4 separate regions of the Ovis aries genome follow, and all the other regions are linked to region 2. Evidence: chromatin contacts called from public Hi-C data. All regions are on one chromosome and are shown on one strand. Each heading gives the region's core, a stretch centred on a gene start, on an enhancer-like site or on the middle of the called end of the contact. The rest is flanking DNA. Distances are from core to core; before and after follow the strand shown.

Region 1 (6,431 bases), core at 1,976-4,475, 250 kb after region 2:
GCATATTCAAAAGCAGAGACATTACTTTGCCAACTAAGGTCCGTCTAGTCAAGGCTATGGTTTTTCCAGTGGCCATGTATGGAAGTGACAGTTGGACTGTGAAGAAGGCTGAGTGCCGAAGAATTGATGCTTTTGAACTGTGGTGTTGGAGAAGACTCTTGAGAGTCCCTTGGACTGCAAGGAGATCCAACCAGTCCATTCTGAAGGATTAGCCCTGGGATTTCTTTGGAAGGACTGATGCTAAAGCTGAAACTCCAGTACTTTGGCCACCTCCTGCGAAGAGTTGACTCATTGGAAAAGACTCTGATGCTGGGAGGGATTGGGGGCAGGAGGAAAAGGGGACGATAGAGGATGAGATGGCTGGATGGCATCACTGACCCGATGGACGTGAGTCTGAGTGAACTCCGGGAGTTGATGATGGACAGGGAAGCCTGGCGTGCTGCAATTCATGGGGTCGCAAAGAGTCGGACACGACCGAGCGACTGAACTGAACAGAACTGAAGATGCTAAAATAATAGACCTTAGAAGTCTTAATCACAAGAAAAAAGACAATATAGCTAGACTAACTGCAGTTATCATAATGTATACACTCACAATGTGTACAAATAAGTCATTATGTTGTACACTTGAAAGCAACATAATGTTAGAGGTCAATTATACCTCAATAAAAAAATTAATTCACCACTGGCTCCCATTCTTTTCTATACCTAATCCGAGATTCTTATCTAGATGAGGGACTTAAAATTAACCGGACAGCAGAACTAGAATTCTCAACTGATCATAAAGATTCATCTGTCCCAGGACCAGACAACTTGGGGGACAGGTAGGATTCCCATGATTTGGAGTCAAAAATAAAGAATGTGACTTGGGCTTAACTCAGTGGTACTGTTCATACTTCAGAGCCCCCTGTGGACTCCATCTAAGACCACCTCTTTGCTTTACAAATAAAACTTCTATGAACATTTAAAAAAAACATAAATGTGACTGCTCCTTGGGGCATGAATGAGGGTAGGAGTCTTAACTCCTAATAGTCAAGAATCTCCCCCAACCCACAACAAAGAATAAAAGACTGTGAATCAGAGACTAGGAGGTCCCTTTTTTGTCCTGTTCATCATTAGATCTTCAGGGTTCAGCATAGCACCTGACATGTAGACGAATAAAGCTTTTTTTTTTTTTTCTCGAATAAAGCTTTGCTAACGGAAGAACTGCAGATCTGCAGCCCAGCAGGCAAGCCAGCACAGACATTCTGGGTTAAAGTCTGAGCAGCTGGGGTGAGGAAGACAGGCTTCGTGCCCTGTGTGCTGCAGCAGTTCTTGCCCTGGAGACTTACCCCCTTACAACCTAGGTTTTAATCTTTGCTATTCGCTTTGGGCAATGGGAAGTTATTTATTTTTCTTAGCTTCCTAGTGAATACAGTATATTAAGTGGGAAAAGTGAACTGCCACACCCAGATCCAGGCAGTTGGGTAATCACAATTTCTTCATAATAAAATGAATTTAGACTATATAATCTGTAAGATTCCTGCCAGCCCCAAAGTTCTATGATTAAATAGACTAAAAGTTAAGAAGGGAAATAGGACATTCATTAAACAAATATGTACTACTATGACTTTGTGCTGAAAACAAGGGATAAAAATATCATTAAGGTGGTCTGTCCTGGAAGCGTGTAAAGCCAACTGAGAAAATAAACACTAAATCCTTAAAACACTGTGTAAACTTCATGAGGTAACATTTCTTGAGCACTTACTATATGCTAATACCGTCCCAAGCACTTTACAATTTAACCTCATAATTCTATTAGATAGGTACTATTATTATCCCCATTCCTCAGTTAAAGAAACTGACATAAAGAGTTAAATAACTTACCAGTAAATGGCAGAGCAAGTTATCTGTATTCAGGGCCCATATTCAACCACATGGCAATTAGTTGGATTCCCAGGATAGGAGACCCAGGAGTGTCATGGATGAGGGCACTCTGACTCTTTCCCTACAAGTTCCTCAGATTTTGTGACATCAAGAGGGTTTTGATCACATTTTCTTTGGCCCCTTGGTGAGGTCTCCATCAACTTAACAGACAACTATGAGAAAAACCATCTCTTCAGAGTCCACAGAGAGCTGGGTTCAAATTCTAGGGTTACCACTTTACTGGTGAACTTGACCAAATCTAATTCTCATTTGCTTAATGGGAGTAACAGTGCTTTACTGGGAGGTCAGGAGGATTAAATATTAAGTCAAACCATATGAAATGGTTGTTTCTGGAAGTTAAAAACAGCGGTGGAATCTATCAAAATAGTTAGCTTTCCTTTGTGCTTCTCCACTCTTCGGGTGGCCCTGGGGATTCGTTAAGTTGCGCACTGCTGACCTACCCTGTGAAAGCTAGTAAATTAGCCTTGGGACAGCCTCATGAGATTTGGCAATTACTACAAGGATCTAGAACTACTTTCCAGCCAGCCAAAAGTACATCCCTTGGGGACCAGAGGAGTCAAGAGCCACGAAAGTCCTGTGCCCCGACACAAACTCAGCGCGCTTTCGCTTTTCTTCCCAAGTCCTATTTTGTCTTTGTTATCGCTATAAGACAGGTACTGATGTTGGTTGCATTTTGAAACGTGGAAACTGAGGCTTAGAGAGGGTCAGGCCTCATCCAAGGTCTCGGGCATTGCGCAGTGCTGGCAATAACGAGGGTCTGGTGTTATATCTATCAGGCAAGGAACTGCCTCTGGTTGTGTGCCCTCCACAAGGTCCTTGAACCTTTCTCTCCGACCTGTTTCATCTTCTGGAGAAGGGCGTTATTAACTCCCTTTCTCCTACCGCTCGCTTTCCGATTCAATCCAGCCTCTCTCCGGCCCGCCCTTGGGGTGCTCCGGCTGTGGCGAGAGGACCAGTGCGGAGACACTGCGGAGAAAGCGCAGGCATCAGGGCTTTGAGTGTGCTGGCGCACAGCCGCAGCTCCCCGGAAATACTGATATTTACTTTCGACCAGCGATAGAACTTGGCTTGACATCACCAGGTTCAGGCCGACTGCCAGAAACAATCAAGCGCCATAACGGAGGAACTGAAACAACCTAACCCCCGGAAAGGCGGGACAGTTGTGCCAATCCCACAGCAGGCGGGGCCAGAAAGCTCGGGTGGGCACGGCCCGCGCCTGCGCGCCGCCATCTTGCTCCAGGAGGGACCGCCTCCCTGCCGTCTGGCGGCTGGTTAGCCAGAAGGCGGGGCTTCGCGACTCGGCGGGGCGTGGCCGGGCGATGGCGACCGCGGATCCCGACGGGCAGGCTGCGCCCTCTATCCCGGGACCCCGGCCCAGCGGGACAGAAGCTGCGGGGCTGCTCTCCGGGCGAAGCGGCATTGGAGCCCCCCGGTTGGGGGAGCGGATCCCGGCGGCTGTGGAGAAGCGGGGCCCGTACATGGTGGCGCGCGCGCCTTCCATTCAGGCCAAGCTGCGTGAGTGCGGCCGGATGAGGGGTCTCTGCTTGGGCGGGCTGCCGCGTTCCCGGGCTGGCTCCGGAGCGCCGCTGGGGCGACCCCGGAGGGGCAAATGCAGCCCGCTCCCGCACCCGAAAATCTGTTCGGAGAGCGGGCCCCTGGCGTTTGGGAGACACGGCGGAGTAGAGAGGAGCCCGCTGATCTGGGCCCTTTGACTTCCAGAGAAGCACCGGGACCTGGCCAAGGCGGTTCTGCGGAGAAAAGGCATGCTGGGGGCCGCGCCGAACCGCCCCGACTCTTCAGGGAAAAGGTCTCAGCAGGCGCCACCTCCTCTGTGCAAGCGTTTTCACAGTAGGCCCTAGTGCTCAGGCTGGGAGACCGAGTACCCACGTTTAAAGCCGAGTTAGTCATTCCCCTGACGCCGGCCTGTCGGGTTCACTGTTTAAAAATGGAAAGAGGAACGACCTTTTCTTTCCTTTCCAGGGTGTGATGGTGTCGAGGAAAGAGCTTTGTTATGAGTTTTGTCAGTTCTTAGGGTCAATCACTGTCTAAATTAGGGAGGAGCATAGTGGCTGGGGTCCCCAGGATTGAGGATGGAGAGCAGCGTGGGAACAGCTAGGACTGTGATTTTTTCCTTAACAGAATGGTAAGCGCTGAGGGCTGGATAGGATCTTCACCAGGGCTTGAGCGAAGGCAGTTGAAGGAATTTGCCTAAGGACTTTGATTTTTCTGTTCTCAGGTTAAATAAGGTGGGGAGATGGGGCTTTTCCTGATTCTTAGAAGAGGAGGTGTGCTTATCCTCAGAAGTAGCAGGGGGAGCGGTGTGGGGAAGTGCACATACTAAGGAGCTGTAGCGGGATACACGGCAGGCAATGGTGGCTGTCCAGGTAGCAGATAAGCCAGGAGCAGTGCAGTCAGTTTTTTTGTTTTCCCCATAAGGGCGAGGACGCTGGCTTTCCCTGTGAAATGCTGGCATTGCATCTATGCTTGGTCTTTCCCCCATCTCCCCTCAGGTCAGTGAAGTTTAACAAGGGCTACACTGCTCTTAGTCAGAGTCCAGATGAAAACCTGGTGTCCCTCGACTCTGACAGGTAAGTGCTGTCCTTGGAAATACCCCTTGGGGAGTGCCTTGGATAACATTGCAGACGACTTGCTTCGCTTTTTCCCTGTCTCTTCCAAGACCTTTTGTGCATGTTCCAGGGCTGCTGCTTCAGAGCACTGTCTCTTCCGGGATGGCTTGCTTAGAGGACTCATAGGTGACCTTGCTGCTCTTGGATGTGAAGCACCAACCTTGTCTGGGGGAGTCATCCTGCCCTATTATGTCTGCATTATTAGTGACAGTGACTCTGTCCCTGATGGAGCCAAGAAGGAGCCATGGATACTCATGGCGGATTATGGGTTTGAGCTCTGTGGTGTGTGGTCTTTGCTTCACAAGTCCTCCAGACTCCCTTGCATGTTGTGCACCTTGCCACTTGTAGCTGTGCTCCGCAGGCATCTCCCTGAACTGACTGTCTTCCTCTTGTCCTAGTGATGGAGAGCTGGAATCCAGATACTCCTCCGGGTATTCCTCTGCAGAGGCAAGTCCAGAGTACTTTTCTGTGGCGGGGCCAGGCTGCAGGCAGTGTCATAGCCACTGCCAGACGCTTGTCTAGTTCCTGCCGTACACATGGCACTGTATCAGACTTCCCGCGTGTTCTCCAGTCTTCTGCTCTGCCCTATTCCCCTAGCAGAAGTTTAGGCGTCTGAAGAGGACTGTTGAAAGTCCAGGAGACTATGTGTGCGCTGCATGCTAAGTCTCTTCAATCGTGTCTTGACTCTTTGCGACCCTATGGATTACAGCCCACTGGGCTCCTCTGTCCATGGGATTCTCCAGGCAAGAATACTGCAGTGGGTTGCCATGCCCTCCTCCAGGGGAATCTTCCCAACCCAGGGATTGAACCAGAATCTCTTATGTCTCCTGCACTGGCAGGCGGGTTCTTTACCACTGGTGTCACCGAGGAGACTACAGACCTTTTTTTTTGGCTTATAGGATTTTCAATCCCTAACCAGGGATCAAACTCACACCCCCTGCATTGGAAGTATAGAGTCTTAACCACTGGACTGACCACCAGGGAAATCCCCAGACTCTTAGGGCTGGAAATGACCTCACAAGTCTTCTAATCCAAGCCACCACTTAGAAAAGGAATCCTCTCAATGAATCTCAGCTAAATGCTTATTTGAATGCTTCTTGTAATTGGGTACTCACTACCTCCAAGAAACCTTGCTGCCTGTCTTCCCCTGCAACACACACAATTCAGGTAGCTCATAGAGAAGTCTTCCTTGTTAACTGGAAAAGTCTCCTGCAGGTTGGACTTGGTGGTCTTAGTCCTGTCTCCAGTGACAGAGTAATTCTACTCTGCCTTCTTTTGATCATCTTTTACCTGAGATCAGCATTCCTGTCCCTCCCCTTTCCATCCTCCAAGCTTGCTTACTTCCAGGCCAGATAAATTCTGTTCCTCCTGTGTTCCATCTGTGGGAACTGTGACTGAGATAGATACTCCTGGGCTGGCCTTTTAGACAAGTGACTGTCCCAGAGTAAAACAGGGACCGAAGGTTCTGGCATCTGTGGCTTACTGCTTTTGACAGAGGTGAAGTGCTGGGGACCTGACTGTATACCACTGGTATTTCTTCCTCATGCTCCTGGAAACCCTTGGCCACCCCGAGTTTCTGCCAGAGAATACAGTTTGCAAATTGTATCCTCCTTGAATATCTAGGTGCCTAAGATTGTTAGAACAAAGAAAAGAAAAATAAGCCAAGAGCCAGAGAAGTCCTACACCCCCCAGTCTCATGTGCCTTCTGCTCAGTGGAACTGGTGAAGCCAGGCTGACAGGTTCTGCTTTGCAAGGAATGAGCTCTGTTGGCATCAAAGAGAAACATTGGCAGTGCAGAAGCAGCTCTTCCCCACCCTATTCTACTCTAACCCATTTTCCTCCACGGTTCTACTCCATTGTTCTGGTACCATTGTTCCAT
Region 2 (5,752 bases), core at 422-2,921:
CCCTGGGACTCATCCAATAAAAGTGAGGCCACTTGGGACCCCCAAATCTTGGGGGAGAGATGAGGGCTCCAGGGAACCAGCAGAGAGCTATGAAGGGTATGGGGGTAACACAACCTCCTGCTATTAGGAGGTAGAGAGCCCAGCACACAACCCCTCAAGGCAAGGCCCCTCTCCACGCTAAGTGGTAGCCCAAGTGTAGGTGCCTCCTTCCCTCACACACCTGAAGAGGCAAGCAATTGTTTGAAGAAGGGCAGGGCTCCAGGGAGCAGGGTCACATCACTCTTGGGGCCATCCAGCGGCTTCCTGACAAGTTGGAGCTGGGCTGGGAGCCCCATTCTCAAGCAGCGCCCAGGAGAGGAGCCCACCGCCGCCGTGCCATCCCTGCCCTAAACAGCAGGGGGCGCAAACAGCTCCCTGGCCCAGTTCCAACGCCTAAGGGGTCTCCTGATAGACATTGGACAAGACCAGGAAGAAGAGAGCGATCCTGCCCAGCTGTGGCCAGCGCCTTTTAGAGGCTGAATCGGCTCCGCTTCCCGTGTTCTCACACCTCCCCCGGCTGAGGTTTTGGGCCCTGCCTACGCTACAACCGCATCTAGGGGCAGCCCAGGCTCTAGCGGTGGGGGAAGGGTGGCGGGATCCGCTCCACGCCCCTGTCCTCTACCTGCCTCGCCCTGAACTCCAGTGTCTGGGGCCCTCAACCGACCTGGCTTTGGGGCTGCTGCCGCACCCGACCCCGCCGGCTTCCGGGTGTCCCCATGCTCTACCCGGCGGCGCTGGGGCGCACGTGCACCCCAGCAGGCCGATACACAGGCCGCCACCCATGCAAACCCGCGCCTGCAAGTACGTGCCTGGCCCGTATCTGCACACACTCCCCTCCAGAACTGCCTTCTCCCCTCGCTCGGGGCCCCGCACACCGACATCTAAAAACTGGCGGGAGGGCTGGGGTAGGGGGCGGCCAGGCAGCAGAGTTCGGGCAGCCACCGCCTCCGGGCGATCCCGCCAGCCTGGGCTGCGGCCAGAGGGTGAGTCAAGCCTTAGCAAGGAAACCGCAGGGCCGTCCCGTCCCAGCAGGGCGCGTCCAGGGCCCCAAGGCGTCTCAGTGCCAGCCGCCCCCAGGCCAGGCCCCCGCCGCCCCCTCATCTCCGCCCGGGCAGTCCACGTGAGCCGGGCCCCGCGGGAGGCCCGGGGGCTCGGCCTTAGCTCCTCTTCGCCAGCCCCGCGCCGGATCGGTCACCCGAGCTCCAGAGCGCTACCGGGCCCCCGGGGCCTCGAAATCCAGGGAAAGTCGGGGCAGCGGCGCGACCCCTGCCCGCAGCCCGCCCGCCGGGGGCCCCCCTCCTCGGCAAGAAGGAGCCACGCCACCTCGGCCCAGGCCCAGCGCGCTCCATCCCGGGACCGGCCGGTAGGGGCGCCCTGGGGCAGCGCCACCCGCCCCTTCCCCACGCGCCGCCCGCAAACTCGGCCCAAGTTTCCGCGCCCGCCGAGTGGGCGAGCTCCTACCTGCAGGGCACCCGGCTTCCCGCTGCTGCTGCCCGGCACCGGGGCCGCATCCTCCAGCGCCGCTGAGGACGCGCGTCCTGGTCCGGCCGGGCCCTGCGCGGGAAGTCGCGGTGAGCACCGAGCCCAGAGCCACCCTCCTCGCTGCCGTTCGCGCCGCCGCCGGGCGCCGTCTGCGGTCCCGGGCGGGGCGGGCTGGGGGCGGAGCGGGGGCGGGGCGGCCCGCGCAGCAGGGGCAGAGCCGTGCCGGGCCTCTGGGAGTTTGTGCTCCCCTGAGTCCCGGGGTGAAGAGGACCTGCCTCTGCCAGCCCTCCGGGGACCGGGCCGCCGGCGCTATGCACACTCTGTACCCCCCGCTCTCCGCGAAGCCATCGCGCGGCGCGCCCATCACACGCCTCCGTTAGACCCTTCATTCATTGCCGCCTTTTAGCTCTGTGAACTTGTGCCTGCCACTTGACCTCGGTGAGCTTTAGTTTCCTCATTTCGGTAAAACTAGGATTAAATTATATCATAATGGTGGTGTCGTAAGGCTTAGAAGTGTTGGCATTAAATATGTGACTCTTCGCTAGTACAGTTATGTTGCTGCTGCAGCTGCTGCTAAGTCGCCTCAGTCGTGTCCGACTGCGACCCCATAGACGGCAACCCACTAGGCTCCTCCATCCCCGGGATTCTCCAGGCAAGAACACTGGAGTGGGTTGCCATTTCCTTCTCCAAAGCATGAAAGTGGAAAATGAAAGTGAAGTCGCTCAGTCATGTCCAACTCTTCACTGACCCCATGGACTGCACCCCACCAGGCTCCTCCATCCATGGGATTCTCCAGGCAAGAGTACTGGAGTGGGTTGCCATTGCCCTCTCCCTTAGGAGGCTGGAGAAGGGCTCCTTAGTCTGTCCTCTCATTCTCGGTGCAGCCGGTGAGGGCAAATTTCTACAAACCTATCTCAATTCTGGTTAGGCCCCATACCTTCTGAGGAAGGGGTGATTTCCCCATCCCTAAAGAGAACCAGGGCTTCCCTGGTGGCTCAGAGGATAAAGAATTTGCCGGTAATGTGAAGACCTGGGTTTGATCCCTGGGTCAGGAAGATTCCCTGGAGAAGGAACTGGCAACCCACTCCAGTATTCTGGCTTGGAGAATCCCATGGACAAAGGAGCCTGGCGGGCTGTAGCCCATAGAGTTGTAAAGAGTCGTACACGACTGAGCAACTAACGCATGCAAAGTGGACCAGGTATAAGGATGCTGGGAGGTTCGCCAAGTCGCTTCAGTGAGTCCACTTGTCCTTTAGGACAAATATCCCTCAGTAAAACAGGCCTGCGCACGTTTGGCCTGAGAGGTCAGATGGGGTGGAGCATTCCCAGCCGGGATTGGGCTGTTACCTAGAGAGGAGCTGGAGGGGTGGAAGGACTGCCTCTCTGGGCCATCTCATGATAGATGAAAAGCCCCTCGGTGCAGTGCTGCTGCCTTCTCTGAAAAACCTGGTCCCTTGCATTTCCTGGGCTGCCCTAGGACTGGGGACAGGTGTGTGCCATGGAGGAGGGAGGGACCAGGTGGACATGCCAAAGGTCAAAGCCCAATCATGGGGCACAACCACCCAGGTCACCTGCTTAGATCCCAAAGTTCAGGCCTGCCTGAGTCAGAGGGCAGAGCAGGCCTAGGACTGCAGGTTCCAAGAGTAAGGATGACGCTTGAGCCACTGAGCTGGGCAGCAGAGGCTGGGCACAATAGCGAGAAAGAGGAAGTAAAGGCCACCCGGGGGCTGCAGAAAGGGTGCCACTCAATCGAGAGCTGGAGGATCCTTAGGAATTTGAGTCTGGAGAGAGCTGGGAAGCAGGGACTCAGAGAAGGTTGGGGCTTTCCCAAAGTCACACAGCAGGCTGGCATCAGGAGAGTGCATTTGTGTGCTGACAGCCAGGGGTCATGCCCCAGTCTCAGCTCACAGGCTGTGCTTCCCCACTGTTGCTCCTCACCAACTCTGCCCTCCCCTCTAAGACACCCATTTCCCTGTCTCTGCCCTGTAGTTAGGAGTTGGGTGGAGGGCAGTTTTCTCAGCGTTCAGGGTCTAGTCTCAGGACTGTCAAGTTGTATGCTCAGCGGCCAGGTGTTCTCTCCGATCTCTCTGAGCATGAGCGGGGCCCACTCAGGCCAGGATAAGGCTGGTGAGACCCAACGGGGTCACTTAAGATTCTGCAGTCCCAGCCCCACTGAGGCTTGTCTTAATCCAGAGACACTTCACAAAGTGTCTTCACTTAATCAGCATCTTATCCATTCCTTTTCAGCATCACTTAGATGTTACCTTTGTAACTTTCCGAACCTCAGTTTCCTTATCTGCAAAATGGGAACCATGAAACCTGCCTCACAGACTGAAGTGAGTGTTGAACAAAATCAGTGTGAGAAATTGCTGTAAACCCTAAAATGTTTGTAGAGTGTCAGCTGACCATGAGCTCCTGAAGGCATGACCCTGCCCTCTTCTTCTCTACCCTAAGGGTCATGTGGAGAGCCTGTGGAGAGCCTGTGTAGAGAGATGCCTATCAAGCCTTTGTTGGATAAAAGAAGGTAACCAGTACAAGGTGGCTGCCTTGGGATCCCCCCCTCCCTTCCACTGCCCAGTGTGATTCTTAGCCTGTGGTCATGGAGAGGAGAAATGGTATTGCCGTTGGAAGGAACATTGTGAGCCAAAGCAGAGAAGAGAATACTGCCCTTAAGTAGGGTTCCTGGCTGGAGGCACTGCTGCTGCGGCTAAGTCGCCTTAGTCGTGTCCGACTCTGTGCCACCCCAGAGACGGCAGCCCATCAGGCTCCGCCGTCCCTGGGATTCTCCAGGCAAGAACACTGGAGTGGGTTGCCATTTCCTTCTCCAATGCATGAAAGTGAAAAGTAAAAGTGAAGTCGCTCAGTCGTGTCCAACTCCTAGCGACCCCATGGACTGCAGCCTACCAGGCTCCTCTGTCCATGGGATTTTCCAGGCAGGAATACTGGAGTGGAGGCACAGTAGAATATAAAAGCCTGGAAGGGAGGACATTCCTCCCCACCCTACCCCCAACACACACACACCCTGGAGCTGCATGGAATCCGAAGGCAGATTCTCCTCCTCCACCCCACCCTAGACACTGATTACTCCTCCTGGCTCTCTGGGAAGGCAAGGCCAGCTTCCTGAACCTCAGCTTGTTACCTACACATGGTTATTGATAACAATGTCCCTCGATATAATGAGGCCACACCTGCTATTTACAAATCTCCTTCCTTCCTCACAGGAGCTCCTTCTATAAGCAGAGAGACAGAGCAATGCTGTGCCTTTCCCCGAGACACACAGCAACATGCTCCCCAATCCTTTCAGACCTAGCTATAGACATTGCCTCCTTCGGGGAGACCCCCAGATTGCTTTAAGGTGCTCCGTCCTCTATACTTCCTCACGCTTCTCCTCCTTCCACCCAGCAGAGGAACAGCTAGCTCCGTGCTGGTGGTGTTACTGAGGCAAGCTTGCTCTGCTCCCTGAAAGACAGGCCAGTGGATCGGGGATGAGGTGCTGAGGCAGGGAATATAACTTTATTTGAAAAGCTGGCTGATGGAAAAGATGGTGGACTAATGTCTCAAAATAACCATCTTATTGGGGTCTGGATGCCAGGTTCTTTTATAGATCAGAGATGGGGGAGGTGAGGAAACAAAGGCTGTTAATCTTGCAAATATCTCTTAGAATGGCAAGCTTCAGAAAAGGAATGTGTTAATTTCTTCCTTCCTTCCATCCACAGGTGTACAGGGTCCTGAACAGAGGCACTTTGGTTTATTGGTCAGGGGTTCTCTGAGGCAGGCCATTATGTATGATTATAATAACAAAAGCAATGAAAAGCAAGTCAATGAAACAGTTCCAACATGGAGTCAGAATGAGCTTTTCCCTGCAACAGTGGGTGAGCAAGGGAAGAAGGCAAGCAGTTCACACTCCTTGAATGTGGCCCTCAGCCGTACATCACATGATAGATGTGATCTCATTTAAATCTTACAACAAGCATATGAGGCAGGAGTGTGAAAAGCAAGCAAACTGTGGTGTGCCCTGCTGGGCTGTGTCACCTTAGGCAAGCCCCTTAACCTCTCAGTTGCTCATCAGTCAAATGGTCATGATTAGAACACGTCACAGAGTGCCTGCAGATCCAAGGAGTTCACAGCTGGTTTTTGATAATAAATCCTCAACCAGTGGTAGTTCTGGAGGGGGAGGGGGAAGCGGCTTGCCCACAGAGCCAAAAAATAGAGGAGCTGTGACTTTCCCCAC
Region 3 (6,369 bases), core at 3,839-6,338, 150 kb after region 2:
GAATCCTCCATTCACCAGTGTTCCTTTCCCAGTCTCCATTCATTCTGTGTCTATCTAATCTAGTTCCTGGTTATACTGTCCCACTCATCTCTGTCTGCTGCATCCCCCACATATCAATGCACACAGAGGACTTTCACAAACACCATGATTTAAGAAAAAGAAAACCCTGTGTACTGCACAAAAATGGGCTGGCCCCAGCACACCAGCTCTCTAATGTCAGAGGCTGTCTCGTAAGGATACTCACATCAGGAATGTCCAAAAGCTTTGACACCAGAAGAGGCAACTTCAGGGCTGCAACACTCCCAGTGACTCCCACGAGAACACGGAACTGTCTTCTCAAGGGTGCAGCAGCTGAACATGTGGCCCTTGGTTCCATGTGGGGTCCAGTGGCTTCGAGTCCTGGGAGCCTGCCAGAATTGGGCTCCATAAAGCTCTGTCAGGATTTAGGATCTAAAAGCAGAACAGGGCACCTGCTTCATTCATACATTCAACCAAAATGTATTGAACACCCTGTGTTAGATGCCAGGCCAGATGCTGGGGCTCCCCAGGGGTCAATAATCCCAGCTTCTGGGAGCAGTTTGATGAGGCCAGACGCCCCTACCGCACATCAGTCTGTCACACTGTAATATGGTCAGTGCCAAGTAGTCAGAAACCTAAAAAAAAAAGTAACATTCAGGTTGAGTTCTGTAGTACGAGGAAGTTTCTCAGAGAAGAAAACTTCACAAGAAGAGCAATCTTGCAAAAGTGAAGAGGCCTGAAGGAGGGTGGCAGGTTTGGGGAACAAAGAGTAGCTTAGCAGTGAGGTCAAAGTGTGACGAGGGGGCAGTGGGGTGGGCAGGAGGTCAGGGACTCCTGACAAAATCAGGTCAAGGACTAAGTGTCAAGGGCAGTGAGGGCCAGGGTGGGTTTTCATTTTAGAAAGACGGTACCAGTGCTGGTAAGAAGTCTGGAGGGCACCTTGGTGGTGAAGAGACTACAGGGGGCAGACGAAGAAGGAGCCGCTGCCATGGGCTGGGCTGACTGAAGACTGGCAGGGCAGGTTCCAGGGGTGCCTATGGGGTGGACCCCTGGGCAACAAAGGGGTTTGGGTGCTCCAGGGAGGGATTTGCCTCTCTGTCCCTTTCCCTGTGGATTAGGTACCACCCTACAATTCCACGGCCAAGAAGAGACAGCATAAAAAGGATAAAGGCCACCGCATGAGATTAGCTGCTTGGTTTCTCCCTCTAGTCCCCAGATGTTGTTAGAAGTGATTGTTTATGATTATATGGCTGATGGATGCATCAAATCCTACACTCTGGCAGGCTGCACCAGCAAAACATACTCATTCCATCAGCAACAATCACCAAGGGTGATCACACCAGGCAAAAGAATTTTGGAAGACACAGTTGCTGCCTTCAGGGAATCTGTGCATGGACTGAGAAGACAGAAGTCACACCTGAAATCATTTGAGATGGGTCCTTCTGTGGGATGGACCTTTCAGTGATCACTGATTCCATTTGGACATCAGTTTCCTTGCCTTTCCGTCACCACTTTCCCATCACCACCACCACCAGCAAGCTCCCTAAATGTCTGACCTGGTTTAAACACAAACCACTAGGCAGGTATCAGGCCTGTGGTAAGTCCTGAACATCTGCTGAATGGATAATCACCTGTACCCTCTGAAGCAGAGCTGGGCAGAGAACAGACACCTGGCCTATGAATAAGGAGCCCTGGGCTCTGTCCATGTGCTCTTGACCCACTGCGTAACCTTGGCTCAGGGTCACTCCCTCCCTGCACATGTCTCTTCATCGAATAACGCAAAGACAGGACCAGGTGATCTCTGAAGCTCCTCCCGTCAGTAACCTTCTGAGTCAATGCGTGAAAGACAAGAGGTAAAGCGGCGCTCTCTGTATCCCGGGACATGTACTCAAAAAGGGTAGAATCAACAAGGGGAAGGGACACCAAGGCAGACCCCGAGGAAGAAGTCCAGTGAGTCACTCAATGGCTACTTATCTGACTGCAACCCTTAAGGGCTCCCTCTTTACTCCGCAGGTCCCTTGGCTCCTTAGGGCCCCCTTGCCCATTATTTACCTTTAAGACTCAGACACATACCCATATGAGCTGAGGACCATGTTTGGGTCGATTATATCACTCTTATCTGGAAGGGTCTCCCAGGGGCCCAGACCCTTCTCAACAGAGGTTAAGCACAGGCCAGCTTCGTAGAACAAGACATCCCCCCAAAGTTCCATTTGTCAGCAATCTCAATCTCTGCTCCACATCAGAGCCTCAGCCAGGGCCATGTTTGCCCACAGCAGAATTGAGTCTACTCTAAGGCCTGGAGAGCTGTGTTGGCAGCTGACAAGGCTAGAGGGCCTATCAGCCAGCCTCTTCCCAGAACTAATCTGTGTGCTAATCAGCATCCAGGAGGCACATTCTCAACTCTCCAGAAAAACCCATCTGCCAAATCCCAAACCTTGACCCTTGACCCTAGCATACAACCAGGCCTAGGAAAAGAGAGATTCCTGCAAAATCAGAAACTGAATTTAAAATCTCCTCCTGGTGGCTCAACAGTAAAGAATCTGCCTGCAATACAGAAGATTGCCTGCAATGCAGGAAGCAGGTTCAATCCCTGGGTCAGGAAGACCACCTGGAGAAGGAAAATGGACAAAATCTCATGGACAGAGGAGCTTGGCAGGCTACAGTCCATGGGATTGCAAGAGTCGGACATGACTTAGCGACTAAACCACCAGCACCAGCACCACCACATCAAACTGATATAATTCCTAAGGAACAGGTTACTGAAAGCAACCAGTTAAATCTGGGGCAGGAATTCATGCTGGTGACTTCAACTGCTTCCCCACAGCAGGTGGTACAGCCCAAGATTTCCTATTAATACTTAGCCTGCTGAGCAATCTTTGTTAAGGACCAAACCCTAAATATCCTTCTAGAAAAGAAGAGGGAGGGGCGATATGTACTTTGGAGAGTAGATGATTTAACCAACATCTGAAAGCAAGGTCAAAATCAGCTCAAACTGCCAGTCCCATTGAGGGCAACAGTTGGCAGGAGTTCTCTATGTTTACTCTCAAAGCTATCTGTAGACAGCACCTCATCTTCCTGAGCTCTGCTGGACTCACAGGAACTCTTGAGCAGCAGAAACAGCTGGTAAGCAGAAAGGCCAAAGGGCTGAAAGCTGTGATTACTGAGCCTCAGGCTCCCGGGGTGCTAGCCATGCAGGCAGCAACATGCATGCAGCCACAGCCAGAAAAATGACAAGTTTCTCTGTCCTTTGAGAAAGACAAGGCCAGACAGATAAAGAGCCGCAACTTGTGGCAGCCTTGTGACGTGTAAGTCTCCTTTTCAAAGAGTTTAATTAGGGCAGAGTTAAGTAAGTTTCCGGAATGCTTGCCAATCACAATACGGGCAAGTGTGGAGCCAGGGCAGAACCAGGGCTTTAAAAAAAATCCAGATTGCGGTTTCAGGCCAGCCCAACCACAAACAGGAGCTGGGGCCCAGAAAAAAGAACTGAATTTGGGTGAGTGGGCAGGGAACCCAGGACTCTCTGGCCTGACATCAAAGTTCCTCACCCCTGGCCCCAAGATTATGCTCTTCACTTATCTCCCACCAGTCAATACAACTCTGCCCAAGTACCACCTGCAGCTCCTGGCAGTAGCACTCTTCCCCCAAACCCAGTCATTAAAAGCAGTGGCACAGCTGCAGGAGCACTTTAAATCCCTTCCTTCAAGGAAAGGCAAGGAACTCTTCAGGGAGAACTCAAGGTCTTGACATTCTGCTAAGACTGCTCTTCTCTCAAACCAGAAGCAGGCAGGCTTGATTCTGCAGCTCCTGGAACCCCGTTAGGCATCCTTCCTCAAGGCCACAAGTTGGGGACACGTTACATTCAGGCTTCCCAGGTGGTACTAGTGGTAAAGAACCCCCCTGCCCTTGCAGGAGACGTGAGACATGCAAGTTCAATTCCTGGGTGGGGCAGATCCCCTGGAGGAGGGCATGGCAACCTACTCCAGTATTCTTGCCTGGAGAATCCCATGGACAGAGAAGCCTGGTCCATAGGGTTGCACAGAGTCTAACAGGACTGAAGCAGCTTAGCACTCACACATTAATATTACATTCACACGCGGAGGCTACTAACAAGGGAGTGATTTGGGAACTGCTACCTCTCAGCCACTAGGAGAGATGAGGACAACTTCTGCTCCAAGGTACCCATCACTTCCCCAACTTGGGAATCTCTCCTGCCTATTACCTGGCACTGGCCTCCAATACTTCAAAGTGCAGCACTGAAGTTCTTCTCTGACAAAATTTGGCCTCACTCTCACTTTTTAACATCATTCAGCACTTTTAGAGTGCCAGAGGATAAGTGCAATATCCCAGGGCTTTCCTTTTTCTGTTGTATCAACTTGTAAAATGGTTTGTGCCTTGGGCCATCCCCTTTCCTTTTTGAAAGTAGGCTCGGGTTTTTTTTTTGTTTGTTTCTTTAAGGCAAGAGGTAAACGTAGGTAACCGATAGGGCTACCTTTTATAAAACTAGATTAAAGGGCCACCTTTTAAACTAAAGGGCCCTAGGCAACTGCAGAAGAGCATAACTCAAGGACGGGAGGGCACATACAGAAATGCACCACTTCATAGTATACCTGTAGCTGATTCATGCTGCTGTTTGGCAGAAACCAACACAATATCGTAAAGAAATTATCCTTCAATTAAAAATAAATTAATTTTAAAAAATAAATGCCCCACTTCAGGGTGGAGCTGGGAACAGGTCCATAGCGCTCCGGACCCATAGACTCCACAGCCCCTACACACACACTGCTACACACACACACACACACACACACACACACACACACACACACAGAAAACCGGAGATCGGCAGCAGACCCGCAGCGGCGAACAAAGATTCTTGGGCACCAATAGGAGAGGAAGGACACAAATGGACACACGCACCCACATACACGGAAACTGAGGTCACACAAAGAGGTCAAAGTCGCCAACGAAGCTTCCCCTGCCTCCTGCTTGCCCCACCACGAGACACCTGCCTCCTCGGTTCCCCCAGCCTCCTCACCCGCGCCAGGCGCGTCTCGGAGCAGCCCCAAATATCGCGGTATCCCGGTCGCCCCTCCCGCTGATTCTGCCTGGCATGCAACTTTACGGCTGCCGGAGGCTGCCTCCGCGACCGCGTAGCCTTCTGGGAGTTGTAGTCAACTTCTCAGCCTTCCAGGAACTGTAGTCCACTCGGGGAATCCCACCAAGAACACCGGTTCCCAAGTTCTTGGTATTTCCTGTGTTCATCTGGGCCTGCCAGTTGTCTGACCTCTTCATCCCCCCAGCCCCACCCACACTGCTTATCACTGCAGTACTTAATACTTTTACTGAGCCTATCTTCTATGTTTTTTGTTTTATTTATTCATTTATTTTTGGCTGTGCCAGGCCTTAACTGCTGCATGCGGAATCTTTTAGTTGCAGCATGGGGGATCTTTAGCTGCAGCAATGTGAACTCAACTCTTCCTCAGGAAACTCAGAACTCCTAACAGGCAGAAGGACTCTGTAGCAATTTCAAGGCTGCCTCAGAGAAAGAACTACACAGAAGTGTGTGACTTTTGAACTCTGGGAATGACAGGCTACAGGCCCATGGACCCACCCTACTTCCATGCCCCACAGCCCATGGCGAGGCTCCACACAGGCCCTCATGAAGACACACGACACAGCAGGACACAGAGGGCCAAATGTTCCCCTTTATTATGGTTCACTCAGTTTCCACAGACAGACACACTGGCTCAGGCAGCTCAACTGCCAGTTGGAGAATAGTCTGTGTTTCCCAGAAACAAGGAGGGGCAGAGGGCACCAGCAAAATGCAAAAGCAGGTCACTGGCCAAAGACCTGAGGATTCCCAGAACTAACCTCAGCCTTCCTGCACCCCACCCTCAAGCCAGACCATCCAGCAGAGATGAACCTGTGCCCAGCCCCCACTTCTGGTTCGGTTCCCTCCCCAGGAAAGTGCATAGATGCCTGGAGACGCAGCATCCCAGGGCCTGGACAAGCTGGGCCACACGCAGGTATAGCAGGTCTTCCGAAGGGCAGAGCCAGGGCGTGGCCATACAGGCCTGAGCCAGGAAAGAGCAAAGGCGGGTAGGACAGGAAGCTGACGGGAAGGAGCATCCAACAGGTCAAGGATGCTGTGCTGGCAGCGAGACCGCAGGCCTCCTGGAGTCACCAAAGAGAGAAAGGGAGAGGGAGCCAGAGGTCTGGGCAGGGAGAGAGGGAAGGGGAGAACCTAGACCTGGGGTCTCTTTTCGGGTACTAGGGGCTGTGACAACTGCTTTCCAAAGAGAAAGTGGTAGAGGAGAGTCAATCACGCTCTGGCCCGAGCCTAAGGGGCCA
Region 4 (6,583 bases), core at 411-2,910, 230 kb after region 2:
ATGTATTTATTTATTTATATTTTTGCCTGCACTGGGTCTTCATTGTCACCCACCAGCTTTCTCTAGTTGAGGCAAATGGGGGCTACTTTTCCTTGTGGTGCTTGAGCTTCTTATTGCAGTGGCTTCTCTTGTTGCAGAGCACTAGCTCTAGGCACTGCGGTCCCAGTAGTTGTGGCCCACTGGCTTAGTTGCTCCTCAGCATGTGGGATCTTCCCAGAGGAGGGATCAAACCCATATCCCCTGAATTGGCAGGCGGATTCTTAACCATTGGACCACCAGGGAAGTCCCTTCCAGTGCTTTCTTAATCATGAGAGCCCTGCCATCTCCTGGGCTTCCAGTGCTTGGCAATTTAATGACTATTAATTGAAATCAAAGAGGTCATATCTTCCCCAGGTGTCTTTTCAACATTTTGGTGGGAGAAAATGAAGACAGTGCTTTCAAAAAAGATTTTTTATCATTTTCCCAGCCAGGTTCATACCCCTTAAAGCCATACTGCTAGGGAGGAGGCAGAAAAGGGTTATCTGCTGAAACCCTAGAGACAGGGCCTAGAGTCAGGAAGCAAAGCCTGAATCCCCACCTTTTCTTTCCTCAGTAGTTCCAGGGATAGAGAATGAGGGATAACAAGACAAGAGACTTGTCTCATTAACATTGCATGGCAGCTAGGTAATTCACGCCTGGGGAAAGTGGTCCAGCTGCTGAGGAACTCAAGGTCAGAATGCAGTTAATGAGGCCAAATTAGATGTTAAAAGTCTTGGCACCGGGGACTTCCCTGATGGCCCAGTGGTTAAGAAGCCCCTTGCAGAGGATGAGGGTTCAATCCTTGGTTGGGGAGCTACGATACCACATGCTGCAGAGCAACTAAGTCCCCAGCGGCCACAACTACTGAGCCCACGAACCCTGGAGACGGGAGTGCCTACCTGGCCAACAAAAAAGATCCTGCATGAGGAAACGGAAGACCCCACGTGACACAACTGAGACCAGAAGCACCCCCCCCCCCCCCCCAAAAAAAATCTTGCAACTTAATCAACAACCCCTCCTGTAGAGACTGGAGGAGGGTATGTCAGGGTCAGGCCGCGCTGACCCTGCAGCCACCTGACTAGCAGTGGCCACCGCAGGCCAGCAGAAATATCCAGGTGAGTGCTGGGAGCTGGGAATTCGGTGAAAAGAGCCTCGACTGCCGGCAAGAAATCTAATTTGAGAGCCCATTTGTTCTCTGTAAAGTCAAGTGATTGGACTCTTTTGAATGCTTGCGGGTTTCTAGTATAAGAAAAGTTACCAATAAGGTCCTTTATACGAAGGCAGTTGTTCTGTCCCACTCTCTTATTTTAGGCTCAAACCTGGGAAGGAAAGAGCAAAGAAGGTATTTTTTAAATTATAATTTGTAGTGTTATTTTCGCATGTTGAGGTGCAGGAGTCGTCTCCCGAGCCGGATCTGAACCGCGCTGTCTACTGACGGCTCTTCCCCTTCCTTCTATTCCTTGCTCCACGACGGCCCCTGCCGTCCAAGGGACCAGTAAGCCGTGGGGAAGCGACGCCGAAATAGTTTGTCCTCAGCGCGCCGCCGTAGCCTGCCGTTGGCCCAGTGATGCCCTCTTTCCGCCGAGGCGCGAGGGCCGCAGTGGGCGGACCCTTATGCTCCGCCCACCGTGCGTCGGTGCGTGAGTACGGCCCCCACGAGCTCCCGAGCGGTCGTGGGCTCACACCCGGCTTCTCTTCAGCCTTAACCTGTGCGCCGCCATCGCCGTCATGCTAGGCGCCGCTGTCCGCCGCTGCTCTGTAGCTGCAGCCGCAGTCGCCCGGGCCAGCCCTCGAAGCCTCCTGCACCCCACTCCGGCCCCCGGCCAAGCCGCCGGTAAGGCTCCCGCCTGCCGCTGTCCGCGCCCGCGTGTCCTTGCGGTGACCTGGGCCCCCGCCGCCACGCGATGGCAGGCTCTCCCAGAGGCCTAGCTCCTACCTTGCGGGCCGGCGGCTGAACCTGGTGACCGCTTGCCGTTCTCGCCGCCGCCTCGAGTTGTGAAAGACTCGAGGGCGCGCCCCCGAGGCCCCCCTCGGCGCGACTTCCTGGTGCGGGCACCGCGGACCGATCAAATGTGGACCTGCTGTGGGCGCCAAGGAGGGGGCGCAGCGCACCTCCCGTGCCCACCGGACCCCTTCGGTCCCCAGGCCGTGACCGTGCCCCGGCGCTGACCCTGCGGCCACCTGACTAGGAGTGGCCACCGCCGGCCTGCAGCGCTTCGGCGAAGGTGACATTGAGCTCAGGGTAGGGGCGGGGGTGATCCCTCCGGGGTCCCCGGCACCGCCGCCCCCAGCGTCTTCCAAGAACACGTTATACTTACGTGTGCGACACTTAACAGTCTTTTCATCAGACGTATCTCGGTTAGCGTTTTGTCCATCACTTAACCAGACCACTCTAGTATTTTTAGAGACTGCCTTGTCACATTGTAATTCTTAAACTTTTATGATAGATCGACGTGTGTAACTATTTCCTGAGGCCTGGAAGAGGGACTGACTTGATAGATCTTATGATAAAACTCTTATTTCAGGAATTGGATATCACAGACCCAGAAATAGGGGGTTCTGCCTATATGGGGAAGCTTTATGTTTTTGCTTCCGGTTAGAAGCCTGATTGCGGAGTGTAAGATGTTCTGTTGATTCCTGTCTCTTGTTCTGCCTTCCGGTTATATCTGTTCCTGGAGACTTTGTGTCTAGCACTTTTAATTATTTTAACTGCACTTTGGTTTCGGCCCATAATGGTAGTATATGCTACATAATGAAATTTGGCCCCTAAGCATGCATATTTAAACGTATGAACTCAAACTTTTGCTAAGATTAGACAGTGATTTATGTCCAATCATTCTAGCCGCCCACTTAAGCATAATTCATATACAAAAAACTGTATTTTAGGTGTTGTCCCATAAACCTAAATATTTGCCACAAGGAGGCAGTCATGGTTACATTCATGTCAACTACTTTCTAGCTGTGTGACCTTGGACATGTTAGTTAAACCCTAAGACTCAGTTGCCTAAGTCTAAAATTGGGATACTATTTAGTAGTTGTGAGGTTTAAATGAGATAATGTTAACTCTCAGCACCTTTCCTGGCACAAATGCTCGAAACATTTGCTTTATTTTTATAGTGCCTTTCATTTTTGCATATTATAGGTGAGGTTTATTATCATTATGAGACTGAAGAAATTTCATGCAAATAAAAGTCAGAAAGGCTTAAGATTCTTGGATGAGGCTATCCAAGAATGAAAGAGCTCTGGAGGGGTTAACCTGGGGAGCTTCAGGTTTGCTGTAAGTAAGTAGCAACCCAAACTGCCTATTTTGTCCCACTTCAGACTCCACCTTGTAACAGAATTGTTTTCCAATAACTACTGAATTAGATAATTAAATATTTTGAATAATTGCTAAATTCTCCAGCCAACCCTTAAAAGTTACACAGTCCTCACCCCTATTCCTTACCCTGATAGGCTATGAGAAGGTGGGAAGAGTTTCTGCTTTCTCTTTCTTGGTGGAGGGCTAAATTTAAGTAGCATTTTTAATTACCTTCCAACCTTTTCTGCACCACTCCCACATTTATAGATTTCTACCTTTTGGGCCCCTAAACCTTGTACTTCCGTATAGCTGTGTTTGAGCTTGTTTATATACCCTTTACATTAGTCAGTTCTTTCCATTATGCCTTAGAATCACCACCACCAAAATGCCTGTTCTTTGAGCTTTGTCTGACCTGTTTAGTTATTGAAGGGAATTAATGAGCCACTTAATTTTTCTAAATATGTTTGCTTAACAGAAAGGCAAAAAGCAGTGTTAGATTTTTAGATTGTAGCCCTAGAAATGTCCCAGTTTTTTTTTTTACAGATGGTTCCCTTTTTCTACTCTGAAACCTTTATATAAAAACACCGAGTAATTGTTTTCCAAAATAGTTTACCATACAAGCCTCAAAACTAGGTGGAAATGCTGTACATTGGGGTGGTGTGAGGGATATAATTTACCTAAAAATCAGAATGTTAAGCATGTCCATAACTAGAAGACTAGATCCTGCTTTGCTTATGACTGGAATAAGGAATATAATGTAAACCATTGGGAAAGTGTGTTTTCCTCAACCTGAGATCTGTGTGTGTTCCCAGTGCTTGCTTGGTTTTCTAAATAGCTGTCTCATGCATTGTCTTTGTTTTTTAATAAAACCAGTTTGTAATTTGGGACTCTCAGAAGGAAGGTGAACAAATCATTGAAGGAGATCCATTGATCTCCCTGACTAAGATTTGCATTTGTTGGTCATCTTTTTCACAGTTAGAAAACAAAACCACAGTCATCTAGTGAAATCCATGCCCAGCAGTGAGCAAAAGAAATTCGTTATCACGAAACAATTTACTGGATGATTGGGAAGGTACACTTAATAGTTGCCTCTAGGGAGAGAATTATATACTTCATTTTTCTTGAGTAAATACTTAGAAGTGGAATTACTGTGTTTGGTAGGTGTATATTTAACTTGATAAGGAACTGCTTAACAGTTTATACTTCAATTATATACTTGCACTTTATTCAGTTAAGGATAACTTATTTTTGAAAAAGATGGTTTACAAATTTTGGGTGATGGTGGGCTGAAAGGTTGTTTTTGATATGTTAAGCCTTTAAAAATAACTAGAAATTATACCAAGCTCTTATAATTCATACAATAAGAGGTGCAATTTGAAGAATGTTTTATTTCTATGAATTATGATTTCTATAAATAAATCAATTAAGGCACTTCTAGATAAGGATTAATTTAAAGCTACAATGAGTACATACCTACAAGGTTACTAAGCCCTAGGCAAAATGTTAACCTGGCTTTCATTTTTAATCATCATACTCTGCTAAGGTAGTGGTATCTGCATTTTACAGATAAGGAATATAAAACCTGAGTTAATTAACAACAAGAGAGTGAAGAGCCTAGAAGTATCTGACCACTAGGCTCTACTGCCTCCTAAAACCCAAAGATAAAAATTCCTTCTCCCACCTCCTGCCCCATTCAGAGGCTATTCAGAAGGAATTTAGATCTCTTAACTCCCAATTCACTGTCCAGTTACAAGCAGAAACTGAAAATGAAAGGCTTTTCATATGGTACTGGAAAAGGGTATATTGATTGGAAGCAGACTGCTAAGGGTGTCCTGTTTTCTTGATAGTGTTATATTTAAAAATCTCACTCCTTAGAAATCTAATAAAACTTTTTTTCATTGAGTATAAGTGAACTTTTTTTGTTGTTGTTAGCTGCTCTGGGTCTTCATTGCTTCTAGCTGTCTTTTTCTAGTTGTGTGAGTGGGGGCTACTCTTCACTTGTGGTGGTGCATTGCTTCTCATTGTGACTTTTTAAATTAAGAAAATATGTTAGAAATTTGCTTAATAACTAGAATGCAGGGAAATCCCTGGCAGTCCAGTGGTTAGGGCTCTGTGATTCCACTGAAGGAGGCACAGGTTCCTCCTTGATCTGGAAACTAAGATGCCACATGGCACAGCCAAAAAAAACATAAAATGGACATCATTTTACTTACTTCTTGGCTGTGCAACTTAAGGGATCTTAGTTCCCCAGTCAGGACCTGAACCCAGGCCCTGGGCAGTTGAAGTACAAAGTCATAAGCATTGGACTACCAGGGCATTCCCAAGAATGAACGTTATTTTAAATTAGGAATTAATACTGTTTATCATAAAAATAAGTATATAAAGAAAATTTTTCTTTCCAAAGATAACTGCTGTTAACAGTTACACACCAGCATTACACATAAATGAGAAAAGCATAAACATACATCTGTAGTACTTTTTGTTTTACTTTTCTGTGCTTATTTTTTTATTTGGGGGCTGTGCTGGGTCTTAGTTGCAGTACGCAGGATCTTCATTGCAGCATGCAGGTTCTTAGTTGTGGCATGTGGGATCTAGTTCCCTGACCAGAGATCAAACCCAGGCCCCCTGCACTGGGAGCTCAGAGCCTTAACCACTGGACCCCCAGGGAAGTCCCTCTGTGCTTAAGTTTTTTAAGATGTTTTTTTCAAATCAGTACATAAGATTTATTTCATTTGACCTGGTGAATAATTTTTCTACCATGACATGCATAGCTGATTCAAAACCTAAGCATTGAGTGAATGTAATACCACTGAACTGTACATTTAGAAATGGTTAAGATAGTAGATTTTGTGTTGTGTATATTTTAAGACAAACCCAAAAAAGGAAAAAACCAGTCAAGTCCTGCTTCTGTACATTGAAGTTACTGTTCTTCCTCCCCTGTAGCTGTCCAGTCACTTCGCTGCTACTCCCATGGGTCACATGAGACAGACGAGGAGTTTGATGCTCGCTGGGTGACATACTTCAATAAGCCAGATATTGATGCTTGGGAGTTGCGTAAAGGTAATTGGAACACAGGCATATGTGTCTATTTTAATACAGAATTATGAACTGCTGTGCAGTCTTCCACTACTCTGTTAAAAGTAACTACAGTTAACCCTTCAAAAACTTGGGGGTTAGGGACATTGATGCCCACTTGCACATAGAACATCCATATACAACTTTATGGTCGGCCCTCCTGATCCACAGTTCTGAGTCCAAGGTTCTCCA

What was found. A called contact is a pair of places that touch in the nucleus more often than the background predicts.
Region 1: a Hi-C map of liver shows a contact between it and region 2, with 5 times the contacts expected there. The contact joins the promoter of FAM219B here to the promoter of C18H15orf39 in region 2. A contact is called at or near these places in 2 of 16 Hi-C or Micro-C datasets (liver and muscle).
Region 3: a contact with region 2 is called in a Hi-C map of hypothalamus, with 3 times the contacts expected there. The contact joins the promoter of PPCDC here to the promoter of C18H15orf39 in region 2. A contact is called at or near these places in 11 of 16 Hi-C or Micro-C datasets (blood, hypothalamus, liver and 5 more).
Region 4: a contact with region 2 is called in a Hi-C map of liver, with 4 times the contacts expected there. The contact joins the promoter of COX5A here to the promoter of C18H15orf39 in region 2. A contact is called at or near these places in 4 of 16 Hi-C or Micro-C datasets (liver, mixed tissues, muscle and 1 more).

What each region holds. Positions count from the first base shown.
Region 1 is chr18:31,445,996-31,452,426 of ARS-UI_Ramb_v3.0, forward strand. FAM219B (family with sequence similarity 219 member B) reads left to right here and starts at 3,226. Exons shown (of 5, transcript XM_012098686.4): 1 at 3,226-3,440; 2 at 3,645-3,732; 3 at 4,436-4,513; 4 at 4,951-4,999. The coding sequence starts at 3,245.
Region 2 is chr18:31,201,822-31,207,573 of ARS-UI_Ramb_v3.0, forward strand. It overlaps C18H15orf39 (chromosome 18 C15orf39 homolog), which reads right to left and starts at 1,672. Exons shown (of 3, transcript XM_027957169.2): 1 at 1,501-1,672. It overlaps LOC121817103 (a long non-coding RNA gene), which reads left to right and starts at 1,762. Exons shown (of 4, transcript XR_006056855.1): 1 at 1,762-1,959; 2 at 3,769-3,857; 3 at 3,976-4,045.
Region 3 is chr18:31,349,363-31,355,731 of ARS-UI_Ramb_v3.0, forward strand. It overlaps PPCDC (phosphopantothenoylcysteine decarboxylase), which reads right to left and starts at 5,089. Exons shown (of 5, transcript XM_060401431.1): 1 at 4,944-5,089; 2 at 245-450. The coding sequence starts at 427. It overlaps SCAMP5 (secretory carrier membrane protein 5), which reads right to left. Exons shown (of 8, transcript XM_012098681.5): 8 at 5,704-6,369.
Region 4 is chr18:31,427,008-31,433,590 of ARS-UI_Ramb_v3.0, forward strand. It overlaps COX5A (cytochrome oxidase subunit Va), which reads left to right and starts at 1,661. Exons shown (of 5, transcript XM_027957175.2): 1 at 1,661-1,852; 2 at 6,260-6,376. The coding sequence starts at 1,747.